3 separate regions of the Sus scrofa genome follow, and regions 1 and 3 are each linked to region 2. A link is a contact called in public HiChIP or PLAC-seq and promoter capture Hi-C data. All regions are on one chromosome and are shown on one strand. Each heading gives the region's core, a stretch centred on a gene start, on an enhancer-like site or on the middle of the called end of the contact. The rest is flanking DNA. Distances are from core to core; before and after follow the strand shown. Region 1 overlaps ELMSAN1 (ELM2 and SANT domain-containing protein 1). Region 2 holds the start of ELMSAN1 (ELM2 and SANT domain-containing protein 1). Region 3 holds the start of PTGR2 (prostaglandin reductase 2).

Region 1 (4,502 bases), core at 783-3,282, 46 kb after region 2:
GCTGGGGCAGAAGAAATAGGAGGAAGTGGCTCAGTCCGGCCAGGATGCAGGCTGAGCCGTAGGAATGGGGTATGAGAGCTGGAAGCCCCAGCAGCAGCAACCAGAACTGAGGCAGGGCTGGGCTTGCAGGGGATGGAGGGTCCTGGCCTGGAGAACGAGGCCAAAGCGGCCAGTGGACTCCCCAGCCTGCTGGCACCTCTGTGGGGAGGCCCCTTCCCTCCTTCCCTTCCCATAGGACTAAGGGTCCCAGCTGTACGGGGCCGGATAGGAGAGGTTTACCTGCCAACAGTTCAGGTGAGGGTAAGGGGCTTCCCAGCGCCAGTGAGGAGGGATATCTGTGTTCCAGAAAATGCTTGCCCTGAGACCAAAGATTGGGAGCATGCTGTGGAAAGGAGGTGTGCAGAGAGGGCCCTGACGTCCTAGCCCCCTGTCTTAGGGATAAGGAATAAAAGCTTGGTCTTGGAGTCAGGCAGACCTAAGTTCAAGCCCTGACTCTGTAACTATAATTTTCATGAGACCATTGGCAAGTTACTCAGCCCCTCTGCACCTCATCTAACTCAGCCGTAAAATGGAGGTTAAAATGCCAGTGCTTCCTGCTTTAGCTTCATGCTGTCTTGAAAACATGTGCAGCACACTTAGGATCTGCCTGTACCTGTGGCATAGGGAGGTTCCCAGGCTAGGGGTCAAATGGGAGCTGCAGCTGCTGGCCTACGCCACAGCCACAGCCATGCCAGATCTGAGCCGCATCTGCAACCCACACCACAGCTCATGGCAACAGCGGATCCTTAACGCACTGAGTGAGGCCAATGGTGGAACCTGCATCCTCATGGACACTAGTCAGGTTCTTAATCCACTGGGCCACAATAGGAACTCCTGTTATTATTATTGCATATACTAGCTGCTGCTGCTACTACTACTATTATTACGTGCCCTGGTGCCTCTCCTCCTACCTCTAGGGTTCCCAGGCATCTTCCACTCTTTTTCCATCCCCCTAGATAACCACCTTTCTTCTCTGAGGGTCCCAGGCCTGGGTGTCTGTGCTCTTAGCACTGTTAGCAGCCTTCCAATGGGGGTGACAGGGAGGCCTCTGCAGAAGCTTCAGCCTCTCCTGAATTGGCCCTTTGATTTCTTCTAAACAATTCTTGGCCCAGCTTTGGAAACCTACTGTGGCGTCCAGACGAAAGGCCCTCCTTGTTGTGCACAGCGGGGGATGGGAGGTAGACCAGCTGAGCCTGGCCCTTCCTGACCTGACCAAGCAGCTGCAGGTGAGCAGGCCTGGAGCAGGAGCAGCCCTACCTTGGATCCCTCTTCACGGACTCCACCGGCATCTCCCCTACCGCTGAGCGGCCATCCTCGTGCCTGGGTACCCTGCCTCAGACACACACGTGCACCCAAGCCCATCTGCCACGTGGACCTTCCCTTCCTCCAAGCCCCAAGCCTGTGCTGTGGCTCACAAGGCGACAGGGCTGTGATGTGATGGGGGGGGCTGTCTGTGTACAGTAGGGGAGGGGAGGCTCCCAGTTCACGGGAGGCACGTGGACCTGCGCCCTCCCCCTCCCCCCTTCCCTCCCTCCTGCACGTTCTTCCTTCCTGGGTCTTGCGTCTGCAGACACACACGTACTTGTAGCTGGTTTGTGCTGACTGGAGAGGCAGAGCCTGAGATCTGGAGCCGGGACAGTCCCACCCTGCAGCTTCAGGATGGCGCCCGGGGTTATTTTCGGTCTGGCGGCTGACTGTAGGGCTCCGCTCTGAATTGGGCTGGCTGTCAGGGAATGAGGGTTTAAAAGCAAGAGGGCGGGGGGGGGGGGTGTTCGGGGAAGCGGTTTCCGTGGCCTCAGCCCTCTCGGCTGGTCCTCGTCCTCCCCTTGTGCCGGGGTCTGGGTGACTGGGGGTCCGCCTTGTCTCCCCCTCTTGCAGCTTCCAGAGGCGAGACAAAGGGGGGGGGGCGAGCAGGGAGCGTCGCTCTCGCGGGCGACAGGGCCTGGGAGCTGAGGAAGGAAATGGAGGAGGAAGTTCCTCCCCTTCGGGGTGCTGGGTGAAAGTGAGAGGCAGCAGGGGGCGGGAGCGCGGCACGCCCGCTGCTCCTGGAGGGGAAGGGCTGGGGAGCTGCGGAAGCCTGCGGAGGAGCGATAGCGCGGCCGCCTCCCAGGGGTCGGGGCATCGCCGGGGGCAGCCAGGGCTTCGTACTAGAGTCTGCCCGTGTGCCCAGTTCTGCTCTCCTCTCGGCGGCTTTCCTAGGAACTCCCGGAGCTGCTAACAGTGACCTCGAGTTTCTCGGTTCTGACGTCTGAGGTCAGCCTGGACCTGCAGATCCAGTCCCCAGGGCTTCCTGAGCTCTCTCCCCCCCCCCCAACCCCCTTCTAGACTGAGTGGCTCAGGATCAGAATCTTCCTTTGGCAAAGAGGTGGATCTTGTAGCTGCTCCCCCTCCCATCACCAACCTCCAGAGGGGGGCACCCCTCACACAGTAAACAACAGCAAAAAAACCCTCTCTGAAGAAAGAAAACGTCTGAATACATGCAAGTGATAGGTGTCAGTTATAACTTGCATGTAAGTAATAAAAGCACATGTAAATGAAAAATACTGGTCTCAGTTCTTTCCACTGTGTAGCAGGATAAATAGAGCAACCTGGTTTTGTTTTTGTTTTTAAAATCAAGTTAGAAAACAAACACAGGAACACTGTGAGCCCTTAGTCACGCCATGTCCTGGAGAAACCTTCTGGACCTGAGAAGTTCTAAGCAGTCTGCACACCCGCAATATTGCAGCTCTACTATTCCTTTACTCCAGATGCCAGGCGCTCTTTGGCAGTGGCGGAGGCGGGGTGGGAACTGTTGACCAGCCACCGGGCTGGATCCTGTCTCCAGCCAGCAGAGGTTGCAAAACAGGTTCTGTGCTGTTAGGGGAAGAATCGGCAGCCACAGTTCCACCCAGCAGCTCCTCCCAGGGGTGGGGCTAGAACTGCACACACCCTTCTGGGGCCTTACCTACCACCAGTGCTTGGGCCTAGCCTTGGGCCTGGGACTCTGCAAGGGCCTGGTGGGGCTTCCAACCCTTGGGCTGCACAGTTGGGAATGGCTCCTGTTTCCTCCCCTTTCTGTCTGAGGTCTCAGAGCAGGAGTGTCAGAGGAGGCAAAACTCCTGCTGGGTCTGGTGAGGAGGCTACTGCCTGGTCAGATGTAAGAGGACCTGCCTGGCTGTCCAGGGGGTTGAGGCCTGGCTTCAGAGGAGAAGAGAACCCACCATGGCCGTTGCCACTCCTTATCCCAGCTTGACCAAAGGCGATCAGGCTGGATTGGATCTCAGCCTTGGCAGGTATCTTTGTGCTGCATGCAAGTTACATAACCAAATGCAGCAGTTCTGGAGCCTAACCAAGAGGGCGAGGTGGTGGGACAACAGGAGAGCCCCAGGGTACCCTGGGAGATGTTGCTGCCTTCTGGTAGCTCCCCCGTGGTCCTGGCTCCTGCCTCACCAATGCTGCTCTGTGCCCTTGGGCTTGTCCCCAGGAGGCTGTGGAACCGAAGGGCCCTTGAGGCCCTCCTCTCACACTTGTGCTGACCTCTGGAGCATCATGGGAGACTGTGGCTGATGCTATTGCTCTTCTGTCTGCAGGCTCCAGAGCCCTGTGGAGCATCATGAACTGCGAAGAGTAGAGAAGCCCAAGGGCCTCTCTACAGCGAGGAAGGAAGAGCCAGCAGTTCCTTCTCCCTGTGCCTGACTGCATCATCCAGCATTTTCTCTGCCCCCATTGGCTGCCGGACTAGGGCCAGGCTTCGAGCAGGACCATCCCCCAGGGGATGGGCAGCCGGTGAAGTAGGTCTCACTCCGGGGCCCCGTTGGCCACACCATGAACCTCCAGGCCCAGCCCAAGGCTCAGAACAAGCGGAAGCGTTGCCTCTTTGGGGACCAGGAACCAGCTCCCAAGGAGCAGCCCCAAGCCCTGCAAGCCCCCCAGCAGCCCCCGGCCCCTCCTCAATCCACCAGAGTCAAGGAGGAGCCTTACTTTGGGCAGGAGGGTCCAGCAGGGGCTGTCCCTGCCTCCCAGCCTGTGGAACTGCCCCCTCCCAACAGCCTGGCCCTGCTGAACTCTGTAGTGTATGGGTCTGAGCGAACCATGTTGTCCCAGCAGATGGGCTCAGTCAAGTGGCCCAACTCTGTGATGGCTCCAGGGAGGGGCCCAGAGCGTGGAGGAGGTGGGGGTGTCAGTGACAGCGGCTGGCAGCAGCAGCCCGGGCAGCCTCCACCCCACTCAACGTGGAACCGCCACAGCTTGCCCCTCTACAGTGGACCCAAGGGGAGCCCTCATCCTGGCATGGGGGTCTCCACCTACTATAACCACCCCGAGGCACTGAAGCGGGAGAAGGGAGGGGGGCCGCAGCTGGACCGCTATGGAAACGCCGTGCGGCCAATGATGCCACAGAAGGTGCAGCTGGACGTAGGGCAGCCTCAGGCGCCCCTGAACTCTTTCCATGTGGCCAAGAAGCCCCCAAACCAGACGCTGCCCCT
Region 2 (4,769 bases), core at 1,543-4,042:
GGTTTAGGTAGCAAAGTAAATGACCTAACAAGGAACGTATGTGCTGAGCCTGGTTCCTGTTAAATTAATAGATTCACGTTCTGGCACATCTACAACCTCACAAGTCCTAGCAACCGGATGATGGCATGGCAACACAGCAGCTGCGGCCACTGCATATGAGAAAAATCAGAGCCTCGTGTCTCTGGAGGGAAACTGAACAGGGCCCTACAATTGCCAGCTTCTATGAGATTGGCTGAGGGGGAGGGGGACATGGGGGGAGAAGCACAAGTAGGTGCCTACCTGGTAAGGGATGAAGGAGTGTACATCTTTCCTGCTTCCTAAAACTTTGTTTTGTGTTTTTAAAGTAAATAATTAGCTCCAGTCAGAGAGGAAATGATGCTGAGAGAAAGATAAGCATCACACGGACAGAATGTTCTTTGTAGCCCTGGAAGCAGTGTGGAGGCGATTCTTATCAGCTAGTCCACGGCTTGCTCTTTGACTGCAGGATCACAAGCCTTTCTTCCTAGCATTTGGACCCCCACTGAAAAGCCTTCTGGCTGCCACGGTTGAAGGCCCATTTTTCAAGCTCCCTTTCCAGGACCAAGGCCTGACTCCACAGTCACTAATTGTGCCAAGGCCTTGGGGATCAGGGCAGGTATCCCGAGGAGGAGGAAGAGGACACCTGGACAGATGACAATTCTTGTGACACAAAGACATCCTGCACATACTATCTGGTTGATGACACCTAGTACCAGGGCTGCCTGGGACTGAGCAGCAACCAAAACCTGCTGACCCAGTTTAAATTCAAGGATGACCTTTGCTCTGTAAAAGGTGTGAGGGCTAGGCCTCCGGTTATTAGGATTTATGTGTTAGAAGTTACCATTGTAGCTCAGTGGTAATGAATCCAACTAGTATCCATGAAGATGTGGGTTTGATCCCTGGCCCCGCTCAGTAGGTTAAGGATCCAGCATTGCCGTGAACAGAGGTGTAGGTTGCAGGCACGGCTCAGATCTGGTATTGCTGTGGCTTGTGGCATAGGTGGGCAACTGCAGCTCTGACTTCGACTCCTAGCCTGGAAACTTCCTATGCCACAAGTGCAGCTCTAAAAAGAAAAAAAAAAGATTTATGTGTTACACCTAGGTCTGGTCCAGGACCCTGTCTCTTTCTCCATGTTCTGCTTTCCAGGTGAGGGCCCAGAAAGTCTGTGTGGGTTTGTCATTGGGCCCATGATAACTCACTTCTCTTTTGGCCTATGCATTAGTGATCTATGGCTGTGTAACAAATGACTCCAAAACATAGCAACTTAAGACCACAAATATTTATTTTCTTCCAGTGTCTGTGGGTCAGAAATCCAGGCAGCTCAGGTGGATGCCTCTGCTACAAGGACTCTCATGAGGCAGCTCTAGGCTGGGGTTGAAGTTCTCATCCGAAGGCTCGATTGGCTTGGGGGTAGGGGGAGGTAACCTTTCCCAAGCTAACTCATGTGGTTGTTGGCAGGCCTCAATTCCTGTCTACAGGGCTGCCTAAGGACATGGCAGCTAGCTACTCCCACAGTGAATGATCCAAGAAAGAACAAGAAACAGAGAACTCAAGGTGGAAGTGGCAGGGTTTTTTATAACCTTGTCTCAGCAGTGACATCACATGACTTCTGCCATATGCTGAACGTTACAACTGAGTCAATTAGTCCAGCCCACACTCAGGAAGAGGAGATTACACAGGGCATGAATACCAGGAGGTGGGGGGGGGGGATCACTATCAGCAGGGGGCTGTCTTCCAGTGTGCTCACCATACCTTCCACGCTTTGTGATACTCCAGCAAATGCAGCCCTATGCAGAGAAAAAGTAATACGTGTCTGCGCATTCATAAGTGTCAGGCCTTCACACTTTTACACTGTCTACTAATTATTCCCCGGCATGCGGAAATACTGAATATTCATGGAATTGTGACTGAGAATTCAGACCCACAACACTGAACAAAGAAATATTCTGCTTTTGTTCTGGCAAATACGGAGTATCACGTGATTGCTTTTAGAAACCTGGGTGACATATTCTCTCTGCGCCTCTTGATTATGTCATGGCTTGCTTTAAGCGGAAGGCATTAAGGAATTACTTCTATTTCAAAACCGAATTGGATAAACCCTCCAGCACCACCCTGCAAACAGTGTGATGTCATAAAAATTTCAGAGGACTATAATCATTGAGAGTCTAATAATGCACTTATTTCTCAAAGCAATACTATTTTTCTTACATGGTGCATTTTATATTTATAATGTGCCATTAATAATGTCTCAGTAGAAATTAGAATAGAGCATAAAAGGCTGCAATGTGGGGGATTTTATGTTGCTAGGAAAGCGTCCATCTTCACACTCCTAACCTTTGGCTGAGTCTGCACTTGTGGCTTCCCACTAGGTATTAACACAGACCTGGGGATCATTTCTCAGATGTCACTTTCTATCAATTTTACATCCACCTTTCTGGACAAAGCCTTCACTCAACTCTCTGGTTTCCTGTGCTTTAGTAAAAAGATGAAGCATTAGAACGGGAGGTTCTGTGATCTGGCCAATGGGCTAGTAGGAGCCGCATTTAGGGAAAAAGGGAAAATTGTTGAGCTCTAACTGATGCTTTTGAACCACCTTTGAAAAGGTCCCTGTTTTCACAACAAGCTACAATGAAGCTAATGTTTCTGTTATGAAAGCCCTCCACTGCAGTTTCAAATGTCTGCTTTTTTTTTTTTTTTTTTCTTAACCACAGCAAAGGCTAACCCGTTTTCTCTCCAGAGTTACCAGATCAGGAATTCTTCCCGAAAGGCTGCTCTTTAACTACTTTGTTGCTATTTATCAGAAACCAGAAAGATAGTTTTTCTTGTTATGCTTTTTAATACGGCGAGCAAATTTATTTTGAGAATGATAAATTTCAGAATTACTCCTGCCTGAAGCTCCTCTTGTCAGGGCTCCACCCTACCCTCCAAGTCACTTTTGGTCCATGACGAAACACGGAATGCATCAGGCCCCAAAGAGATCTGTGAAATTCAGTGTAAAGGAGGAGGTGGAAATCGCGGGGGAGGATTTTGAAACTATTTTGCAGCCCCAACTTGGGCGCTGAAAGAGCCCCCTGAAGGCTGATAAATACGGAACGTCCTGTGCCCATATGATCAGTGGAAATGACGAAGAACGTGCAGATCCTATGAGGGGACGTGAGGAGAGGAGGCTTGCGTTTTAAGGTCCAGTTTAGTCATTATTTGGTTAAAAACAAAAAACAAACCAAAGCAAATACACAGAGCACTCTGCTCTCTAGCACGACCTAGCCTCAACGCCACACTGAAAAAACTTTCTCTTCCTACTTCCTCACCCTTTGTTTCTCCTGGAACCTCAGCTTTGGGTCCCTGAACCCCAACACCATCTCCCCCACCCAGCCTGAGAGGAGGCGCGACTTCACTTCTTCGGCGCGAAAACGACCCGGCTGGAGCGAGCTTGACCGCGAGGGGTGCAGGCTCGGCGGACCGCTGCCCTCTTCCTCCCGCAGCCGAGGGCGCGCAGAGCCGGGGGCGCGGGCGGCTGCAGGGCCCGGCGCGCCACCGCGCGCGAGCTGCTGGGCCACAGCCCGGGCCGCGCCACCCGCTCCGCGAGGAAGTGACGACTGCGCCGTCCCGAGAGCAACAAAGTTTGAGTCTGCGGGCCGTGTCTGCGGGCCGTGCTCGCCTGCGCCCCGCGCCTCGCACCCCTCTGAGCGGCCCCGGGATCCAGCGCGCAGGTGAGCCGCGGGGCTCGGCGCCCCCTTCGCTGCCGGGGCGCCGACGTGGGGCTGGGAAACGTTCTGGGCCGGAGCTTGGCCGCGCGGGCGGGGATTTGGCGGGCCGGGCAGGGCCGGCTGCGCTGGGCTTGCGTGCGGAGGGCGCTGCAGGGAGGGAGCTCGGCCGAGAGCCGGGCCTCGAGCTGAGCCCCAGTGGTCGCAGGTTTGCCGCGGGACTTAAATCAGCCAGGGCTGCAGCCGGGCCGCTCCAGGCGCCGTTGGCGAGCGGAGGGGTGCAGGGAAGGGGCTTCCCGCGGCCTGCGTCCCGGGCTAGTTGTCCGCCCGGCGCCCCCCATCCCCACAGGCTGGGCGCAGCCGCCCTCCAGTCCCCGCCCGGTGCTTCCCAGGGAAGCGTGCTCTTCCTCTTCGCAGCCCTCGCTGAGGTCGCAGGAAGGAAGTTAAAGGAACTTTCCCCCCATTTTTCTTTGCTTGGCCCCCCAGTGACGAAGAGCAGAGCAACTAGGCAGTTTGGGAAAACAACCCTACGCATTTCCAAAAAGCAAATCCAGAATTGCCCCTTAAGTCCCTTTTGAATAAATTCCGCTGACACCCCCCCCACCCTTTCTCCTCCTACACCACGTCCCGAACCTGACAGTAATCACTAAGTCCTAACACTTTGCAATTTAGCCATAAAAACTGTCAGCACACCCACGTACATATGTGAGTGTTTTCTATATAAAACTGCAAAACCCGCTTCCAGTGGACTCTGTGGCATCTCGCTCTTTACTGTTTGCAAAAGCTGCTAGGGCTTCGTGAATGTGCTTGGGAACTTTGATGGTGATTCCCGCCGCCCTCTGTACCCTCGTGGCGCAGGGTTGCCTTTTTTTTTTTTTTTAAAGAGCAGCTGAGAAGTTTGTGACATCCCTGCAAACTAACTTGGGACTGGCGGACCTATGCCGGGTGGCGCCCAGGCTCCCTGGCTTGGAGTCTGCAAGTGCAGTAGCAGCGGCCCGCGGTGGGGACGCGTCAGTGTGTGCAGGAATGTAGGTCCCTACCGTGGAG
Region 3 (4,447 bases), core at 1,135-3,634, 49 kb before region 2:
ATCCTATTTCATCACAGCAAGAAGTCCATAATGTCTTTTAGCCTAAATATACTTTTTAAAGAAAATTTTTTACTGAATCGATTTGTGTGTAAATTACCTAAGAGTTAAAAGCACAGTTTTCCAGAGGATTGGATTCGGAAGATGTGGTATATATACACAATGGAATACTACTCAGCCATAAAAAAGAATGACATAATGCCATTTGCAGCAACATGGATGGAACTAGAGAATCTCATCCTGAGTGAAATGAGCCAGAAAGACAAAGACAAATACCATATGATATCACTTATAACTGGAATCTAATATCCAGCACAAATGAACATCTCCTCAGAAAAGAAAATCATGGACTTGGAGAAGAGACTTGTGGCTGCCTGATGGGAGGGGGAGGGAGTGGGAGGGATCGGGAGCTTGGGCTCATCAGACACAACCTAGAATAGATTTACAAGGAGATCCTGCTGAATAGCATTGAGAACTATGTCTAGATACTCATGTTGCAACAGAACAAAGGGTGGGGGAAAAAACGTAATTGTAATGTATACATGTAAGGATAACCTGACCCCCTTGCTGTACAGTGGGAAAAAAAAAAAAAAAAAAGCACAGTTTTCCAACTTGATACTGGATCCAAAGATAACTGACCCTAAGTGGTGATTAAGGACATCTTGATGGCTAATTTTCAATCAAAGGAATCTTTCCAAATGCAGTTTCATATTTGCCCTTTTCTCTAATTACTTTCAATGTATGCTTTATTGCATTAAATTATCTGTCCAAATACTGCTGATCAGTATGAAAAGTACACTATCAAAGTTTTCTCCCTCTGTATTACATTAGAAAGTTTTCAAGCGTCAAACACTACAATCAACTAAAGTAGGACAATCGCACAGTATCCCTCAATAGCACAAGGGACAGCACAATTAAAACATAAAGAACTGAGTCACAAAATTAAAATCTAAAATATGATAAACCAGTTCTAGATCTCAAAGGAAGGCAGGATGGTGTTAAATGTATTCCAAGTAGGGTAAAAAAAAAAAATCCTCAAGTCCTAACTGACTGACGTCAAGTAAACCATTTGCCTGATACGATATAAAGCAGGTTCCTAACTGGTAGAAACCAATACTCCAAAATAAGACAAGAGCAACAATGAACTGAAAAATTCTAGTGCCCTCAAAGAGTGTATTATTCGACTGTCTACCTTGCAGCCTAATAGAGGGGAAAGGGCACTGAGCTCCGGAAGAGCAGAGCACAAGTCCTGCTTCTAATCTCCCGAGATCTTGGCAAAGTTCCTTCTCTCAGCTTGCTTCCAGAATGTTCCTACGTGCCAGGAACTGGGCTAAAGACTTAATAGTCATGGTTCCTTTAACCCCTCCACCCAACAACCCTATAAGGATGGTACTGTCATTATTCCTATTTTACAGAGGAGAAAAAAAGGGGCACAGAGAGGATGAATAATTTGCCCGAGGTCACACAACTGGTAATGAATACACAACAAACACCACTGCAGTAACATGAGCCTCTCAAGGTGCTGACCTTTAAAAAATAGGGAAAACGAACAAACCAACAAACTTTATCCTGATCTTGCTCAATTATTCTGCCACAAAAGATTCCATTCACCGGTCAAAATTTGTAAATCTCTGAATTTTCTCCACTTTTTCTGGACGGTGGCTCTCCTCACCTTTGGGACTTCTGGTTTCCTCCTCCTTTTCCATGTTTAGCATGTGGCGATTCCTGCATAGATAGCTCTTCCCTGTCTCACCTTCCTTTATGGTTCCCACTACCAACCACTTACATGTAAAGTACTAAAAATCTACGTCTACAGCCCAGAATTTCAAACTGACTTCCCCAGACAGTAAGCACCAAGAGGACAGGTCCTCATACCTGCTTAGCTCAGTGATTTATGTTCACCTCCTATGCCTGGCACATGGTAGATGCCCATTAAATATGTGTTGTGAACGTCCTAAAGGCACCTTAAACACAATTACGACCACATTTGAGGGTCCTTGCTACCAACAATTCTTTACAAAAACAAAACAAAACAAAACTCTGCCTCAGCTTCTTCCCGAGCATTTCCCCATCCTAGTGACCTAGGTAATAATTCCAACGCTGCCAGCAGCTCCAGAGGAAGCCTGGAGATCACCCTGATTCCTTGACCCTCCCTCGCCCCAAGGACCAACCCACCTTCGCATTCCGCAGCCCCAACACCTCGGAAGGGGAGTCCCTTAAGGTTCGCTCACCTCCAAGGGTCGTGGGAGGAAGTCTCGCGAGATTTGCGAAGCTGGCGAGGGGCTCGCCGCGCGACCTCCGCCCTCTGACTGCAGTACGCAGGCGCTCAGGACTAGCCCTCAGTTCTACACCCCCTCCCATCCCAGGGGCGGGCTCTTGAAGTTTAGGCTTGTTGCTGGGCTTCCACGTTTTCGGGAGAGGCCAGGAAGGTGCTGAGCTTTAAAAACTGGTTGCTGTCTGGGCAGTGTATTAATAAGTTAACCAGAGTTGGTGCCCTGTGGCCGCCCCTTACTGCCTGGATCCAAAGAGCAAATCGTTCAACCTTGACCAGAGAATTCACTTCTAGCAGGCTTTGAAAGAATTTTATTTGTTTTATGGATTTCTCTAGGAGCCTCCGATTGGAGTATTACAGTGAGACAGGGCCTGCCCCTCGTTTGATGAAAGGAGAAACTGAGGCTTGGAGGATTGCTGTGATTGAACCATCTACCTTTCAGCTAATTAGGGACAGTGCTGCCCTTAAATAGTCTCTTCAGGGAGTTCCTGTTGTGGCGCAGTGGAAACAAATCCGACTAGTAACCATGAGGTTGTGGGTTCAATCCCTGGCCTGTTCAGTGGGTTAAGGATCAGGCGTCGCCGTGACCTGTGGTGTAGGTCGCAGACGCGGCTTGGATCCAGCGTTGCTGTGGCAGTAGCATAAGCCTGCAGCTACAGCTCCAATTCCACCCCTAGCCTGGGAATGACCATATGCCATGGGTGCAGCCCTAAAAAAGACCAAAAAAAAAAAAAAAAGAATCTTTCAAAGTAGAAAAGAAACCCTGTAACATTAAATTAATTTTGTAGTTTTTTTGTTTGTTTTGTTTTGGTTTTTTCCTGGTGTTGCTGTGGCTGTGGTGTAGGCCAGCAGCAGCTCCAATTCAACCCCTATCCCGGGATCTTCCAAATGCTGCCCGTGTGGCCTTAAAAAACAAACAAACAAAAACAGTTATCAGTAGATGTTAAGTCTAAGGGAGACTGATATTCTGCACTCAATTTGGATTCTCCATCCAATTTCAATTAGGGGAGTTTCCCCACACACCAGCAAGCAGTGCTCAGACACCAGCTTGGGTGTCTTACAATTCAGCTCAATTCTGATACTATCTACCTGGAGATAACATCAGATCCCACAAGGACTCAGTCCTCTAAAACTGCCCCTCACACTCGCTTGCTCGCTATCTCGCTCTTGCGTGCTCTCTCTCTCACACACACACGCGTTCAGATGCCAATGGAAAGTCCATATTGTCACCTATGCTTCTGACAAACAGGTTATAAATTGGAGGTTCCAAGGATCCCCTGCCTGGGTTCAATCAATTTTCTAGAGCAGCTCACAGAACTCTGAGAAGCATTTTACTTACTAGATTACAATTGTTATAAAAAGGATACAGCTCTGGAGGAGTCAGGTGGAAACAATGCATAGGGTAAATACTAGAAAAGGGTGTAGAGCTTCCATGCTGTCTCCAGGCTGGACAGTCACCCTTCATTTCCAAGTGTGCACTAACCTGGAAGTTCTCCAAACCCTATCCTTTTGGATTTTTATAGAGGCTTCGTTACACAGGCACAAATGACTAAATCATTGGCCGTTGCAATTGTACTCAAACTCCAGCCCCTCTCCCCTCTCAAGGGGGTAGGGTGGTGAGGTGACCGAAAGTTCCAAACTTCTAACCCTTTAGTTGGTTCCCGTGATAAGTAACTCCCATCATAGGTTGTTTGTCAGCTTTCCAAAAGTTACTTTATTAACATAAGCAAAAGATACTTGGATGCTCTCTTCACTTAGGAAGTTCTAAGGGCTTTAGGAGCTTAGTGCCAGAATTGGGTGAAGACCATATATGTGTACTTATTACTATAAATCATAATATAACAGGGATAGTGTATTGAGAAACAGGATATTTGCATGGTCATAAAGTGTTTCCACACAGAGGTATTAGTGCAAGGGAGGGAAAAAGTGGTAATTATGCAGTAGAAAAATCAGGCAATGTCTTGATTTTGGTGATCAAAATTAATATCATCAGTAAAGGATAGATGACTACTGAATGTCTCTAGATATGCTAAAGTATACTATAGCAAACTAAGTGAAGTAAGTCAGAAAGAGAAAGACATACCATAGGATATTACTTATGTGAAATCTAAAATTACTTATGATATTATTTATGTGGCATGGATAAACCTATCTACAGAACAGAAACAGACTCACACA

What was found. Promoter capture Hi-C pulls out the DNA fragments that hold promoters and counts their contacts. HiChIP or PLAC-seq counts read pairs in DNA pulled down with a chosen protein or histone mark.
Region 1: an H3K27ac HiChIP or PLAC-seq map of skeletal muscle shows a contact between it and region 2. The contact joins the enhancer-like site here to the promoter of ELMSAN1 in region 2. A contact is called at or near these places in 1 of 5 promoter capture datasets (fetal liver), 12 of 47 Hi-C or Micro-C datasets (blood, brain, embryonic fibroblasts and 8 more) and 2 of 2 datasets of contacts at active chromatin or transcription factors (alveolar macrophages and skeletal muscle).
Region 3: a promoter capture Hi-C map of liver shows a contact between it and region 2, with 2.4 times the contacts expected there. The contact joins the promoter of PTGR2 here to the promoter of ELMSAN1 in region 2. A contact is called at or near these places in 1 of 5 promoter capture datasets (liver), 3 of 47 Hi-C or Micro-C datasets (liver and skeletal muscle) and 1 of 2 datasets of contacts at active chromatin or transcription factors (skeletal muscle).

What each region holds. Positions count from the first base shown.
Region 1 is chr7:97,076,376-97,080,877 of Sscrofa11.1, reverse strand. ELMSAN1 (ELM2 and SANT domain-containing protein 1) reads left to right here. Exons shown (of 13, transcript XM_021099496.1): 2 at 3,609-4,502. The coding sequence starts at 3,844. Among named protein-coding and RNA genes, the nearest start is that of PNMA1, 27 kb to the right of the region's middle. Within about 2 kb of position 2,032, at least 52 of the 83 cell types and tissues checked have an H3K27ac peak or open chromatin away from gene starts, as enhancers often do. A contact at or near this core is called in alveolar macrophages, brain, embryonic fibroblasts and 6 more, where this site is marked.
Region 2 is chr7:97,123,259-97,128,027 of Sscrofa11.1, reverse strand. ELMSAN1 (ELM2 and SANT domain-containing protein 1) reads left to right here and starts at 2,792. Exons shown (of 13, transcript XM_021099496.1): 1 at 2,792-3,728.
Region 3 is chr7:97,172,080-97,176,526 of Sscrofa11.1, reverse strand. It overlaps PTGR2 (prostaglandin reductase 2), which reads right to left and starts at 2,384. Exons shown (of 10, transcript XM_003128657.4): 1 at 2,229-2,384.